Regions from separate parts of the Bombyx mori genome. Here region 2 is linked to region 1. Evidence: chromatin contacts called from public Hi-C data. All regions are on one chromosome and are shown on one strand. The core of a region is the stretch at or near the end of the contact, and the rest is flanking DNA. Distances in the headings are between cores, read along the strand shown.

Region 1 (7,356 bases), core at 1,496-3,995:
CCTTATAAAAATGTCAATTTTTTTATTTCTGAGAATTACTCGATATTCTCAAGTCTGTGGTACAGATCTCTACGCGTTGCTTTTGGAAACGTGCTCCATTAAGAATGATTTAAACGTCAGCGCTGATCTGGCCCCGGGCAATTTGTTCAATAAACAGCCAACATTAGTGCGGCGACAAATGATGCGATTTATTACGTAAATAGTACCCATTCGATACGCGCTGCTTTCGATTACCTACGTTCTTTGTTTTCCTCTTATCGAATTGAGACATCGAATTGAAAACGTATCGATTTTTCGTCATACGTCTGCGTTAGTCGTCGGCGGGTTCTGGTTTGACCGTCATATTAGCGTATTTCATTTCGATCTCTTGTTTCAAAGTCTCTATCATCTGCTGGTATGTTTTACATTTTTCGGTCAAGTATCTGTTTTGGCGTCGAACTTGCTTCAGGCTGTTCGAGAGATGTTTCTTTGCTTTCATTTCGGTGAACAAACGTTTTCTCAAGTAGAATTCCGCGGAGGTGACTGCATTACTAACTTCTGGTTCGACTAATGGCTCCAAGGACTCGGCTAATGGATCCGTTATTGATTCAGGAACGTGTATAACGTTTGGATCTGCATTTGGTATTGTAACAGGATCGCGATTGACAAATTCTGGCTTCACTGGATTGGACTGGAATTTTTTTGGAATTATTTATTTGTGGACTGTCTCATAACTAATCAGAACTAAACTAGTGATAGCTAGCCGAGCTTCTACTACTACTACTTCCCTAGTACTCAATTAATTTCCTATCTAATGATGTACTTCGAAATCTCCTTGTTTCTACCTTAGGTGGTAAGGCATGTTATTGACCTACATGATGAGTACCCACTAACTGTTCATGCAGCAAAGCACTCACGGGTCCGATTTGAAGCATGGTATACCAATATTCGGAAATTAAATCTTATGTCTCATGTTGCGGAGTGACATCCCCGCTATTAGGCCTGGGCTTGGGTAATCACTAGTCAGCATCAGATAAGCCGTGGCTTCTAACTAACTTAGTGAAGTATAGAAGGACTATAATGGAGCAATATGACGTGATAAAGTATAAAGTATTTTTACTGGTGGTAGGACCTCTTGTGAGTCCGCACGGGTAGATACCACCACCCTGCCTATTTCTGCCGTGAAGCAGTAATGCGTTTCGGTTTGAAGGGTGGGGCAGCCGTTGTAACTATACTTGAGACCTTAGAACTTATATCTCAAGGTGGGTGGCGCATTTACGTTTTGAATGTCTATGGGCTCCAGTAACCACTTAACACCAGGTGGGCTGTGAGCTCGTCCACCCATATAAGCAATAAAAATAAGGTAATTCCTAAGGCACACTACAAGTCATTTTAAATTAAATTAAATTAAAATATGACGAATGTTTTCTTACGTTTAAGCTTGGTACAGCGTTGGGTTTTAAAAATATCCTTCCATTATCCGATACGTATTTGTCTTCTTCTTTGAAATGTAACGAGCAAACGCAGGAATGATCCGATGGATACCACGTCTCTTCTCTTCTGTCATTTCGAACGAATTGTATCCATAAATCTCTATTCTTCTGATCCGGTTTGAGGAACCTTCAAAATGTAACAAAAGTTTATGTACCAAACGAATTTCAATAAATATATTATTATAAAATTGCGCATAATAAATAAAAATAATAATTGATTTATTTGTAAAGTAAATAATTTAATGTTCCTACTACTAATTTACTGATGTAAATGTATTCATTCATAATAATTAATATAACTGTTTATCACGATTAAAAACTGTGTCATAGACATCCCAGATTACTGTTTCAATTATACTATGTTGTTCTAAAGTTATGAATTTTGTGTCGATAATAAGTAGATACTTTACCTAATACGCTAATTCATATGAACTATTACAGGAAAAACATTGCAATCCATGGATTAGAATATTCAATAAGTTAATTTGGAACATAACAAAGCATAACCAAACAAAGATGAAATGTATTTAAAAACCATTCATTCATTTCAATACCATCGAATATCTCGCTCCTGTTAGATTAGCATGTTTAAAAAAAAACTTAAGGCGTATGGGAAAAATAATTTTATATATTTCTTGTCCACAACTCAGTTTGTTCTCATTCAACTTGAAACAGGTAAACGACACGTACAATAGATAAACCGTATATGACTAGTTGATAAATAGCACGTGAGTAGTAGTAATGTTTCAATTATTTTTTTAATAATGTACAGTTGTAACGTTGCCTATAATACAGTCATTAATCGAAATGAACTTCCCTGAAATACTAATTATACGAATTAAAAACATTGAATTAAAATAAAGTGAATTCCGTTTGACACATCTGAATTATTACGTATATGGTTAGTCTATGGTTTGTGAGCAAGCGAGGACGGCCAGTCGCCGCCGCGCCGCGCTCTGTTTTCATAACGTTTGTATTGTTATTTGTTTTAGTAAATATTTCATTAACTTACCGATGAAATGATACTCCACTACCTCTATTCGATTTTCTTGAATGGCTCCTACAGTATCTCATAACACAAGACGGCATTTTAAAAGTATAATTGGATTTAAAGTCTGTAAAATAGACGCGTGTAGTCTCCCCTGCAGTTCAAGTCTTACTAAAATCGGTAGCGGTCCGTTGACATCACTGCGAGGCGCACAAGCGCGAGGTCAGGGGGAGGGGGGCCTCTCTTTGAACGTTTTATTATACTACAACGTACCTGTCATAGAGTAATTAGGTGCGTACTAGTGATTTTAATGATAAAATAAATTAGCATCCGAGATGCATATTATTTTTTATTATTTTTATAGCACTTTAAACACAATTAGGGGCTATTTTCGTTTTTTCAATTACTTTACTTTTGATTTTGGTCATTTCGAAACAAATAATTTTAAAACGATATGATGTTGTCAAAAAATTATAAACTATTATCCGTTGCTAAATATTAATAAAAAAAAAACGTACAAGTAATTCAATATTTCTAAAAAAGTTTTGGGTTTAATTTAGCTAAAACTTTTCAAATTAGTTATTTCTTTTTAAAAGTGGGAAATTTATTAGATAAAGCGTACCTACTAAAAATAGCTTCAAGGTTTCACTGTTTAAAACAAATCACTGTTAAAAGTTATATTTATTTATTGAATCTACTACAGGTAGGTGGTACCTACCTCATATAATCAGATCAACAATTCCTGTAAAATAACTTAGACTATTTATTCATCATTTTAATACTGAGAATTTTTTCAACGTTTTAATAATGATATTCTATGAAATAAATAATATAAGCATTATCCGGAAAAGGTAGGAATGTAATTTCACATTCATTTCACATCAATTTCACATTTAATTTTTTTTTCATTTATACATGTATATAATTTGATCACATAAGAATACTAACATTCATTTATCGCGCGATAAAAAACCCACCCTATTTTATTCATTCATTACTAACAAAATGTTATTAAATGGTTTTTAAAATAAACTGAAATAAAGTATAAATAAATAAGTAAAATAATCACATCGTGTTTAAACCATAACCAACATCTACATTTTAATATCAGTACTCAATACTGATGGTAGGGTAGAATGAGAAAGTGAAACAATGCAATAAAACATTTAGAAGCGCCATAGTCTAGTAACATTATATTAATGTAATATTATATTATCTAATGTACGGAATTCGACAATATGCACTGACACATAAAAATTGCAACACAATCTTTTTTGGTTTATTATTGACAAATAAAAAATGGTATTGCTTAACTGTTCTTCCTATTCATTACTTGAATAGAATAGGAATATAAAAATAAAGTTATTGTCTTGGAAAATAAAGACCACTGGTGTTAGTTACCATATTCCCTGCCCCTTTTGTACGGGTGATTTGCTTAATTATTTAATTTGTCTATCTGTTTATAATGAGGGCTGGGTATGTTGGGATCGTATAACTCAATACTATTTGTTGTTGTATTTATTTAATTATAAATAATTTTCACGTTACGTACCTACTTAAATAAACTTATACGTTTAAATTTACTGGAAATTAAAAATACGTGAGATTGCGAAAAAACTGTCTAAAATTATTCACAGCCAAAGCTATGTCTGATTTTCTGTAAATATCTAAAGATGCTCACGGCCTACCTGTCGTTAAGCGGCGACCTTTAATTATTAGTAATACACGTTTTTTTTTAAAGATTGTATGGCCCGGCAACGTTACCTTTAAGCCGAGTACAAGTTTTTTCCGTATTCATTACATTTAGTTTTAAATACAAAAAAAACTTTCTTTAAATTTAGAACAGTTAATTCCCAAGTTAAGCCGAGCAAATCCGCAGCATACCCTTGCTTACATAACCGTGATAATGACCACACAAATTAGATTTTTACTTTTGCATTAATGTTTATTTTGGCACGTGTTCTCTATAAACAGAAGTAGGTTACATGAACGCGCTACACGTGTTGCATACTGCTGACGTTATCACATACTTTGGACATAGGAGTTTTATGCGACGCATTTTGCAATTGTCACTCTTTTTATGTATATAACAAGAAAACTTGTCGGTAAGTTTTTATAAATTAATTAATTTAGTTTTAAATAGTTCCATTTCTAAAGGTTTGATAGATCGTTAGCATTATTTGCTGATTGAGCCGTGTTGTGAAAGAGTTTGTACATAAATGTCAAACAGGCACTCGGAGAAGGCACTTGTGTTATAACGTCCAATAAAAGTTTATCAACGGTTTTACCGTGAGCTCAATCAACGTACTACAGCAATGAAAAATAGTATAAATCAGTGAGGTTTTCAGGCTCACATTAATGACAAGTGCGGAGTGAACACTACAGACGAACGCACGAGTCGTTAGTGGTTTGAGGGAGCCCACTGAGTTTCTAGTGAACTGAAATTCATACCGGATCTTGTTAGTAGGTCGCGATTCCGATCCGGTGGTAAATTTTGCGAAGTACTGCTGTTGCTAGAGCTAGTTTTTTTATTGCTTAGTTGGGTGGACGAGCTCACAGCCCACCTGGTGTTAAGAGGTTACTGGAGCCCACAGACATCCACAACGTAGATGCGCCACCCACCTTGAGATATAAGTTCTAAGGTCTCAAGTATAGGTACAACGGCTGCCCCACCCTTCAAACAGAAACGCATTACTGCTTCACGGAAGAAATAGGCAGGGTGGTGGTATCTACCCGTGCGGACTCACAAGAGGTCCTACGACTAGTAATTACGGAAATTATAATTTTGCGGGTTTGATTTTTACACGATGTTATTCCTTCACCGTGGAAGTCAATCGTGAACATTTGTTAAGTACGTATTTCATTAGATAAATTGGTACTGGTCTGTGGGATTCGAACACCGTTGCATCGCTGCATTAGAATGCACCGGATGTCTTATCTTTTAGGCCACGACGACTTATCGGAGTCTATGGACTTCATGACGTCAATACCGCCACCCACCCGGAGACTGGAGGTCCGTCTCCTATTATAGATGTTCAGACGTTAAAATCGCCCTACGATACTTCACCCGTTGCCTGAAGTAGGTGACGAAATTCTCCTCGTTATGTCTCCGATAGCCACATATCATTCAAAAGAACATGGCCTGTGGTAGCTACCTATACTCGCCAACAACATTCTACTGTGATACAAAAAATTAAAAAAGAATACGCTTAAATATAAATAGAAAACTAAACCATTTTTCCCCGCGCAATCATAGTCATGGTGATCACCCCAAAGATCCAAAACTATTGCATTGTCATTAGTTCTTATTTGATACGTCAATTTTAGAGTTAAACAAATATCTTTAAGTTAATGATAATTTATATTACATACGTAGACAGATCACGCAAATAAAAGCGTATTAAAAATAAACATAAAGGCTCCGAGTAGTAACTATACGATCTATAATTATTATGAAGACAAAATTCTCATAATCTACAGTACTAGTTATCAGAGAACAAAGCCGCCGCGCCAGTGATTCCCGCCAGCGAATCTGACACTTTGTTTTATGTTAACCGATCGACGTGACGTTAGTAAATACCTACGTGTCCTGTTTCGCACGTCCGCTCCTGGAGCTCCAATAACGAACTGGTGCGAATTTATTTTAAACACCTACCAGAGTAGGTAACACGAAAATGAAATTCAAATTTTATTTCGACGGCGCGTCCTGCGTTTTCCGGGCCTTCATCGCGCACTTACTGTTTGTATTTTTATTATAATTATTGCTTAGATGGATGGACGAGCTCCCAGCCCACCTGGTGTTAAGTGGTTTACTGGAGCCCATAGACATCCACAATGTAGGGGAAAGTGGGGGAATTGGGAACACTTAACTTCAAATGTTCAAAACTGATAGAAAAAAGTCATAAACCTAATCAACTTTCATTGAAACGTAACCTTTGCTTACCTATCTACTTATTGATAACAAAAAAAAATCTCCAAAATCAACGTTTTATTAAAAATATTAATAAACTAAAAAAACAATAGCGTTCCTTTTTACCTGATACCATATGGGGTAATGGGGATCGTCCCGCGGGGGAAATGGGAACGGTACGGGGTAAATAGGATCGACACAATTAAATCCCGATAATAACTACAAATTGTTTTATCAGCATATATCTCATATTAACCTTGACTAGTCTCACCTGCAGTGCATTTTTCAGGTGCCCAGGGTTTATGTATATGGTGCACATGATCCAATCTTCTGTCGGTGGTGACTCATATTTTTCGTTACACATTATGCAATAAAACTCTTTTTTTTATTGCTTAGATGGGTGGACGAGCTCACAGCCCTACTGGTGTTAAGTGGTTACTGGAGCCCATAGACATCCACAATGTAAATGCGCCACCCACCTTGAGATAAAAGTTCTAAAGTCTCAAGTATAGTTACAACGGCTGCCCCACCCTTCAGACCGAAACGCATTACTGCTTCACGGCATAAATAAGCGGGGTGGTGGTACCTACCCGTGCGGACTCACAAGAGGTCCTACCACCAGTAATTATGCAAATTATAATTTTGTGGGTTTCACTTTTATTACACGATGTTATTCCTTCACCGTGGAAGTCAATCGTGAACATTTGTTGAGTACGTAATTCATTAGAAAAATTGGTACCCGGGCCTGGGATTCGAGCACCGGCGCATCGCTCAACGCAAATGCATCGGACGTCTTATCCGTTAGGCCACGACGACTTCGATTGTATTTGCTGCCTTTTTTGTTTACTTACTGGAGTACAGTTCCGAGGTACTTTGGGATTGACGTTTTTAAGTATGTGGGCTGTGTTAACCACACCAGGTGGACTATGATCTCTTGTTTGGTACCACGGGGCATCGCAAAGTTGCCGTCGCCTAAAATATGTCTT
Region 2 (7,356 bases), core at 2,934-5,433, 36 kb after region 1:
GTACAGTCACGACTGAAAGTTGAGTGCGTCAAAGTAGCGATTTAGCAAGAACAGTAAAAAGAGCAGTGGGACAATGTACTGTTAGGTACACGAATGACTTCCTAAACACTTACTAGAATATATTACTTAAACCTGACTTAAACGACCTCATCTTTTAGCGACTTTCTGACCGAAATTTCCGTAGCATAATAGTTAAGACGCGCAATTTAATTATGTGGCTTTATGGGTTGGTGCGATGTTTTCTTTCTACGATAGATAGACCAGCTTCTGACTAAATACGTGGCCTAAAGGATAAGACGTCCGGTGCATTCGTGTTGAGCGATGCACCGGTGTTTCAATCCCAGACGGGTACCAATTTTTCTAATGAAATACGTATACAAATGTTCACGATTGACTTCCACGGTGAAGGAATAATATCGTGTAATAAAAATCAAACACGCATAATTATAATTTTCGTAATTACTGGTGGTAGGACTTCTTGTGAGTCCGCATTGTTAGGTACCACCACCCTGCCTATTTCTGCCGTGAAGCAGTAATGCGTTTCAGCTTGAAGGGTGCGGCAGCCGTTGTAACTATACTTGAGAGCTTAGAACTTATATCTCAAGATGTGTGACGCATTTACGCTGTAAATGTCTATGGGCTTCAGTAACCATTTAACACCAGGTGGCCTGTGAGTTCGTTCACACATCTAAACAATAAAAATATGGCTGAAAATGGGCAAGATCATTGTACCGACCACCATGTTTTATAGCCGGAGAGAATTATCACAACGATTCCGTATTGTTTCTAAATTATACTCACCTAACATGTTCATTTAACGTTTGTTCAATAACAAAATACATTTACAATCCAAAACCTGTCGCAATATATTTACTTCGTGCATTTCCAAGCGCCTTGCTACTCTATTACATTACAAGAAGCAAAAAGAAAAAAATATATTCAACGCAGCCGTTTCATCGCACTTAGGAACGACGTTATCCAAATAAATTGAAACAAAACACGAAATGGTTTTGTGAGTATTGAAAATAGGCTCGATTTATACCGGTGAATTATTCTGAACTATTGCCCCGAGCCCAAAAGCTGTACATGGATATTATGGCTTTTGGTTTTTACATAATATATTCAGCGTTAGTCACAGAAAAAGGTTTTTTATTTATTTTCATATATGTGGTTAGTGGTTACCGGAGCCCAAAGACATGTACAACGTAAATGCCGCCACCCACCTTGAGATATGAGTTCTAAGGTCTCGGTATAGTTCAACGGCTGCCCCACCATTCAAACCGAAACGCATTACTGCTACAGTAATAGGCAGCGTGGTGGTACTTACCCGTGCGGACTCACAAGAGGTCGTAACACAAGTGGTCACATTTTACTAAAAAAGAATGAACAGGAGTTGATTTCGGTGCAATCATACGAGTTATAATCAATAATTATTTTCCTTGAAGTCGAGTGCTTTCTAGAGAATATAGTAAGAATAACGTCATGGAGGTAAATCCTTGCAATATTCTCCATAATAACTTCGTGTTTTATCGAATTGAGTTTTATTGGAAGAGAACCATTAATCAACACAACTATATAGCCGAATTGGAATTTGTTTAAAAATAATCAATCGGCTATGAAATAAAGCTGTTATTTTAAATTAACTTTTTCAAAATACGAAAACGATTATTTTTCGTTTTTTTGAAGTGTATTCGATTTTTTTACATGTGCAATGTAACAAGCTATAGATAAGGCACGATAGTGTCATCATTCAAACGTGAATTCTAATGCTTGGGGTTGAGAGGGCCGTCGGATAAATATAACTGGAATGACACTGACGCTAACATAGATCCTCTTGTGAGTCCGCGCGGGTAGGTACCACCACCCTGCCTATATCTGCCGTGAAGCAGTAATGCGTTTCGGTTTGAAGGGCGGGGCAGCCGTTGTAACTATACTTGAGACCTTAGAACTTATATCCCAAGGTGGGTGGCGCATTTACGTTGTAGATGTCTATGGACTCCTGAAACCACTTAGCACCAGGTGGGCTGTGAGTTCGTCCACCCATCTAAGCAATAAAAAAAAAGATCACTTCACAGTTTCACGCTGAGCTTCCTGAACTCCAAGGCAATATTATTATCTGCTTAGAGAAGTACGACTAGAAAGATCCCATTTTATAGAATATGTAATGGAAACTCCGGGATTGATTGGGCAAAGGGATCGCCCATGGGCGGTGATAAAAAATACTTTAGAACTATATCTATCTATACTAATATATAAATCTACAGTGGTTTTTACGGATGTTCCGTTATAACTACTGAACCATACATCCGATTGACTTGAACCTTGGTATCCATGTAGAAAATACATGTACTTAATGGATAGGCAAATTTTTATATGAATGTTGGTCCCTAATAATAATGACAATAAATAATAATGTTAATTTTAAATGCCCATCGAAGCGGGCGAGTACGGCTAGTTAGAACCATATATGTAGCTATCTTAAATAATTCGTACTAGTGGTCCCGCAGTAGTCGAAATTCGACTATAATTAACTGAAGTTGTAAGTTTGTTCACTATTATGATTCTATTTTCAAAGACTATTAAACTTCTATAATCACAAATTTTCCCAAGACTACAGTATAGAAAAATATTAATAAAGAAGACAAACAATATTTAATCTATTCTCAATTTGACCACAGACGTCAAGAACAAAAGTTTGACAATAAATAAATAGTATGCATGCCATGCGTCAAATACATGGTAGTGTGTGTAATGTATTTTTTTTATTGATTTAATGTATTTTTAGGCATAATTAAAAAAAATATTAACATTCTGCACTCCTTCTCTATATTCTCTATAAGTGTGGGAAATTTCACACTCCTCCGTCCGCGCAATTCTCGTAAAAAGGGATACAAAGTTTTTGCTTCACATATTAATATATAGATTAATTCACAGTGACAAGTGTGGACGTGTGTTATTGTGAGGAGGACGCGGCCGGTGTTGCGTCAAATCGCACGTCAGAGCCGGTCGTGATTGAGGCGCGCGCCGCGGCCGCCGTCACGCGCTCGCGGTCTCTGCACGAGCGGACAGAGACGAACTCAGTGTGCTAACTATGTATTATAAAATTGTAAATAGACTTGCTTTAACAAAAACCGACTTGATATAGAAAAAAAATATTCCAAAACAAATTAATATACACTAAAAACAATAATCATCGAAATCGGTTGGCGTGCCTGGAATCAGAACTGGACTAAATTGAAATGGGACCACACGGGGAGCGTCAGCTTTCTAATAAAAAAATAATCATCAAAATCGATTCACCCAGTCAAAAGTTATGAGGTAAGAAACATAAAAAAAAAACATACAGTCGAATTGAGAACCTCCTCCTTTTTTGAAGTCGGTTAAAAATAAAACAAATAACCAAATAGAACGCATAGCGAGGATGGCTGTCATCGCCTTAACACTAATCATACCAGCGTGATATCTATTTCTACCGTAGTACCACAGCGGGTAAATAGCGGTTTACGACGCGTATTACTCAAAGAAAAAAAGAAAACAAAATAAAAAAGATTGTATGATAACTGTAGATTAATTCGTATCATCCATAGGGAATATCCTTATTCCTTTTTATTCCAATCCTTTTTATTCTAACAAAATAATTGTGGTTGAAGGTTTCAATTAAAACAGTATAAGTGTTTTGTGCGCTGGGCGCTGATACTCAGCACTACAAAACGATTAAGACGAACCCTAGCAAGAGCCGTGCTTCGCAGAGTCTACCACCGGATCGGAAACGCGACCCACTGAGAAGATCTGGCGAGAAACTCAGTGGGCTGTGTCTGAGAGTTAATTTACTCGTCGAGCCCTTCGTCGCAAGCGACGGGTTCGACGAGAACGATGACCGGTGCTTAAGGTACCTAAAAGCACCGTTAGTGGATCGGGAGGATCCAAAATGACGTGTTTGGGGCGACTTCGACTGTTTTCCATTCTGTCCGCAGGATCGGGAATGTAGTTACCGACGGCCACGATGGTTCTTGTGTCGTGCCATTTTATCGAAGTGGATATCGCCAAACTTGAAGATAATATTAAAGTGTGATCTAAATGAGGCCCTGACGAGAGCTCGCCACAGGCGATAGTTTTCCCACGCTCGCAATCGGCCCGCGTCGTGGCACCGTGGCCTCAGCCATTTGCATACGCGTTCCCCTCCTACTGTATTACACCGCCAACATACGACAGTCGTCACGTAGACCGGCACTGCCTTAAAAAGCAACTCTTCAAATTGGCCGGCTAGCTGTGAAATCGTATTAAATTCACTTCTTAATAGAGCGAGACTTGTAGCAGTACAACTTGATGGGAATCTGTTAGGTATGTGTGTGTACGACGACAGCATTGTTTTAAAGGAACATGAATGTTTGACATTATATGATACGTTTAATGTTATAGAGGTTTTGCGATACATTGATAATATTATGAAGAAAAAACGACTTTATATTACGAAGCTATGTAAAGTTACGAAGTACCTACTTCAATAGTGTTTAAATTCTTACTACTACTTCTGACTCTACAGAAACATATTTTTTTTTAATAAATATACACATAAAAAACAAAAGCACGACTTTTTTGCTCAACAAAAAGAGAACCAAAAAGTAAATATAATTCATTTGATAGTCTTGTTGTAAAAGAAAATAAAGAGAAAAGGTTTTACTTTTGGAAAGGAAGCTGTTTTTTTCTACTATTATCGCACGGGTCCACAAGGTCTTGCTTGTCAAGGTCAAGCTTACCTGCTATTTTACCCTACTTATTAGCTGGTAGCCTAAGAGACTATTCTAAGACTAAAAATGGTTTGAATTCAATTTCATTTTCTAAATAACTTATAATAAATCATTTAATACAAGGGAAGCATTTGCAGGGTAATCCTAGTCCACTGAGTTTCTCGCCGGATTTTCTCAGTGGGTCGCGTTTCCGATCCGGTGGTAGATTCTGCGAAACACTGCTCTTGCTAGCAACGTCCTCAGCTTAGAGCCCTGTGAGCTCACCTACTCGCTCCGTAGCGCAGACATAGCCCTCTGAGGCTACCAGCATAGGTAGGGAAAAAGGGTAATCCGATAAATTCGGTACAGTTATGTAACATTGAAGAGTTCACCAAATGGGAATTCAGTATTTGCTTCAGTTTTCGAGGTCACCTCCATTATCATTACTGACTTCGTCTGAAATACTGATATCATTAAACACACGTTTTCAGTTTTAATTTGCTAACTTAATACCAGCTAGTAATTTCCTTACGGTGTAATGATCTACCAGAGAAGCGTCCGAATAACTCAAACACTATAATCAGCGTAGCGCCGCCCATTTTAATATTGTTTCACGTAGTAAAATTAAATTAGAACAGTATTCATAGTGTTGTATTTAGTTTGAACGTCCCAAAAAAATATTTTTAAATCAATCTCAGAGGCCGATTAAGTCTTCAAATTTACAAATGATCAGTGTTTGTTTGGCAATAATACGGTAATTGTATATGGTGTCTAATTAACTTATCTTACCTACAAATATAACGTCACATCTATTGATCCAATCCAATCCAGTTTGATCGAAATTTAAAACACAATGGAAAATTTTGCTATGTATAATGAATGACATTGAAGGTTATACAAACATTTTATTGTGATGTAATTAAAAGTTCTATTGAAAGCTTAAAATATAATTAGATGTTAACACATATTTATGTATGTATGTTTGTATTTAACTTTGAACATCATTTTCACTGATTTCAAGACGTCCAATGAAGTTGAACATTTGCACACGCTTAGGGACCGATGACGGTAAAATAAATTTGATAAATTGGCTCTAATGTCCTTCCTGTCTTCTAACAAAAAAGGCGGAATTAATTTTTGGTTCGATTTGTTATTTTAACATATTTTTTTTAGTTTTTTAAATTACGTACACATATGTATTATTAAAATCCAATCGCAGTACTGCCTATGGCTCTTGGACCTTGATTCGCCATTATAGTATATTTAAAGTTCATCAAAACTTTTAATGATTTTTAAAACCTCTAATTAGGTGTATTTAAGAAGATTAAAACTGCAATGTGCATTTGTTAGAAATCTACCGAACATTTTTTGATGACTCAAAGGTTTCACGAGAAAGGAATATCACGCGAACACAATTTAAACGGAGAGACCAATTTAAAAAAAAAGAAGTTCAGGTCAAAGGTTTTATTGTGTGTTGATAAGCCACTCTCAACCTACAAGCTAGGTCTCAGCCTTTCTTTTTTATATATATTACATATTATAGTTTAAATGTAAATTGAAACATCACTTTAGCAACAAATATCATGGCGGTTGTCTCTTGGACTTAGGTAGTTGAACTGAGCGACAGATTGAAATTTTTCATGCGAGGTTGCATCTCCAATGGAATCTAAATACGAATCAATCGATTAAATCAATCAAATCTGTCTTTTTTATTATTATTTTTTATGATTTTCATTTTCATTACCACCGCCCTGCCTATTTCTGCCGTGAAGAAGTAATGCGTTTCGGTTTGAAGGGTAGGTATGCCGTTGTAGCTATACTGAGATCTTAGTACTTATATCTCTGTGGGCTGTGAACTCGTCCACCCATCTAAGCAATTTTTTTATTATTATCTCCAATGAATAATGAAGATAAAATGGTATTAGTGTTAAAGCGCGGACTGTTTTTTTATCTTTGTGATTTATTTAGCCTCCACTCGCGGCTTTACTCGCGTTAATATAGGTATATACCTAGTCCTTTTTTGTACCCATGACAAAGTCTGTAAAATTTTGTTGACTAGTTGAGACGTGAGATAGCGTAACAAATAAACTTATTATCTCATTTATAACGTTAGTTTGAATTACGCACGGTAAATGATAAGGAAAGTGTTATTAATCATGTTAACGTTTAAAAATATTAAAAATAGATTAGACGTTGATTGATAAAATACTACAGTGTACCTCACTAGTTAATATGTAATTTAATTTAAGAATACAGTACTAAGAAACTGCTAGATATGTCTCCTATGTTGAGAATATTATTTTGAGCAGTAGACAGTAAGCATCATTAACAATGATGTCACGCTTCATAATAAAAGTACACAAATTTCGAAATTTTTCACGATTCGCGAAACAAAAAAGTCTATATCGTAAAGAAAGAGTTTTATTTTATAGTTTGTGAATTTATGGAGAAAATCGTTCGCCGTCGGTTCCCACGGAGTCGCTTCCGGCCGGAGCGAATTTTGACAGATATCTTCAGAATAACTAACTATATAGGTACAGACAGAAGAAAGATTAAAAATTATTCTTAATCGATTTTCGTGTATATTTAATTATTGAGTATTTAAAATTGAGTTGAGTATTGTGAATTA

What was found. Hi-C and Micro-C count contacts between places; a contact is called where the count stands out from the background.
Region 2: a contact with region 1 is called in a Hi-C map of whole pupa, with 9 times the contacts expected there. The contact joins the enhancer-like site here to the promoter of LOC101741784 in region 1. A contact is called at or near these places in 3 of 7 Hi-C or Micro-C datasets (posterior silk gland and whole pupa).

What each region holds. Positions count from the first base shown.
Region 1 is chr3:10,262,217-10,269,572 of ASM3026992v2, forward strand. It overlaps LOC101741784, which reads right to left and starts at 2,746. Exons shown (of 3, transcript XM_004931668.5): 1 at 2,485-2,746; 2 at 1,413-1,599; 3 at 1-670. The coding sequence starts at 2,561. The coding sequence ends at 311. All of the region lies in intron 1 of LOC100302603 (enhancer of split mbeta-2), which reads left to right. All of the region lies in intron 1 of LOC134201507 (a long non-coding RNA gene), which reads right to left. LOC134201509 (a long non-coding RNA gene) reads left to right here and starts at 4,409. Exons shown (of 2, transcript XR_009976848.1): 1 at 4,409-4,565.
Region 2 is chr3:10,297,193-10,304,548 of ASM3026992v2, forward strand. The region is part of intron 1 of LOC100302603 (enhancer of split mbeta-2); the gene reads left to right. Among protein-coding and RNA genes, the nearest start is that of LOC119630406, 11 kb to the left of the region's middle. Within about 2 kb of position 4,184, at least 8 of the 8 cell types and tissues checked have open chromatin away from gene starts, as enhancers often do.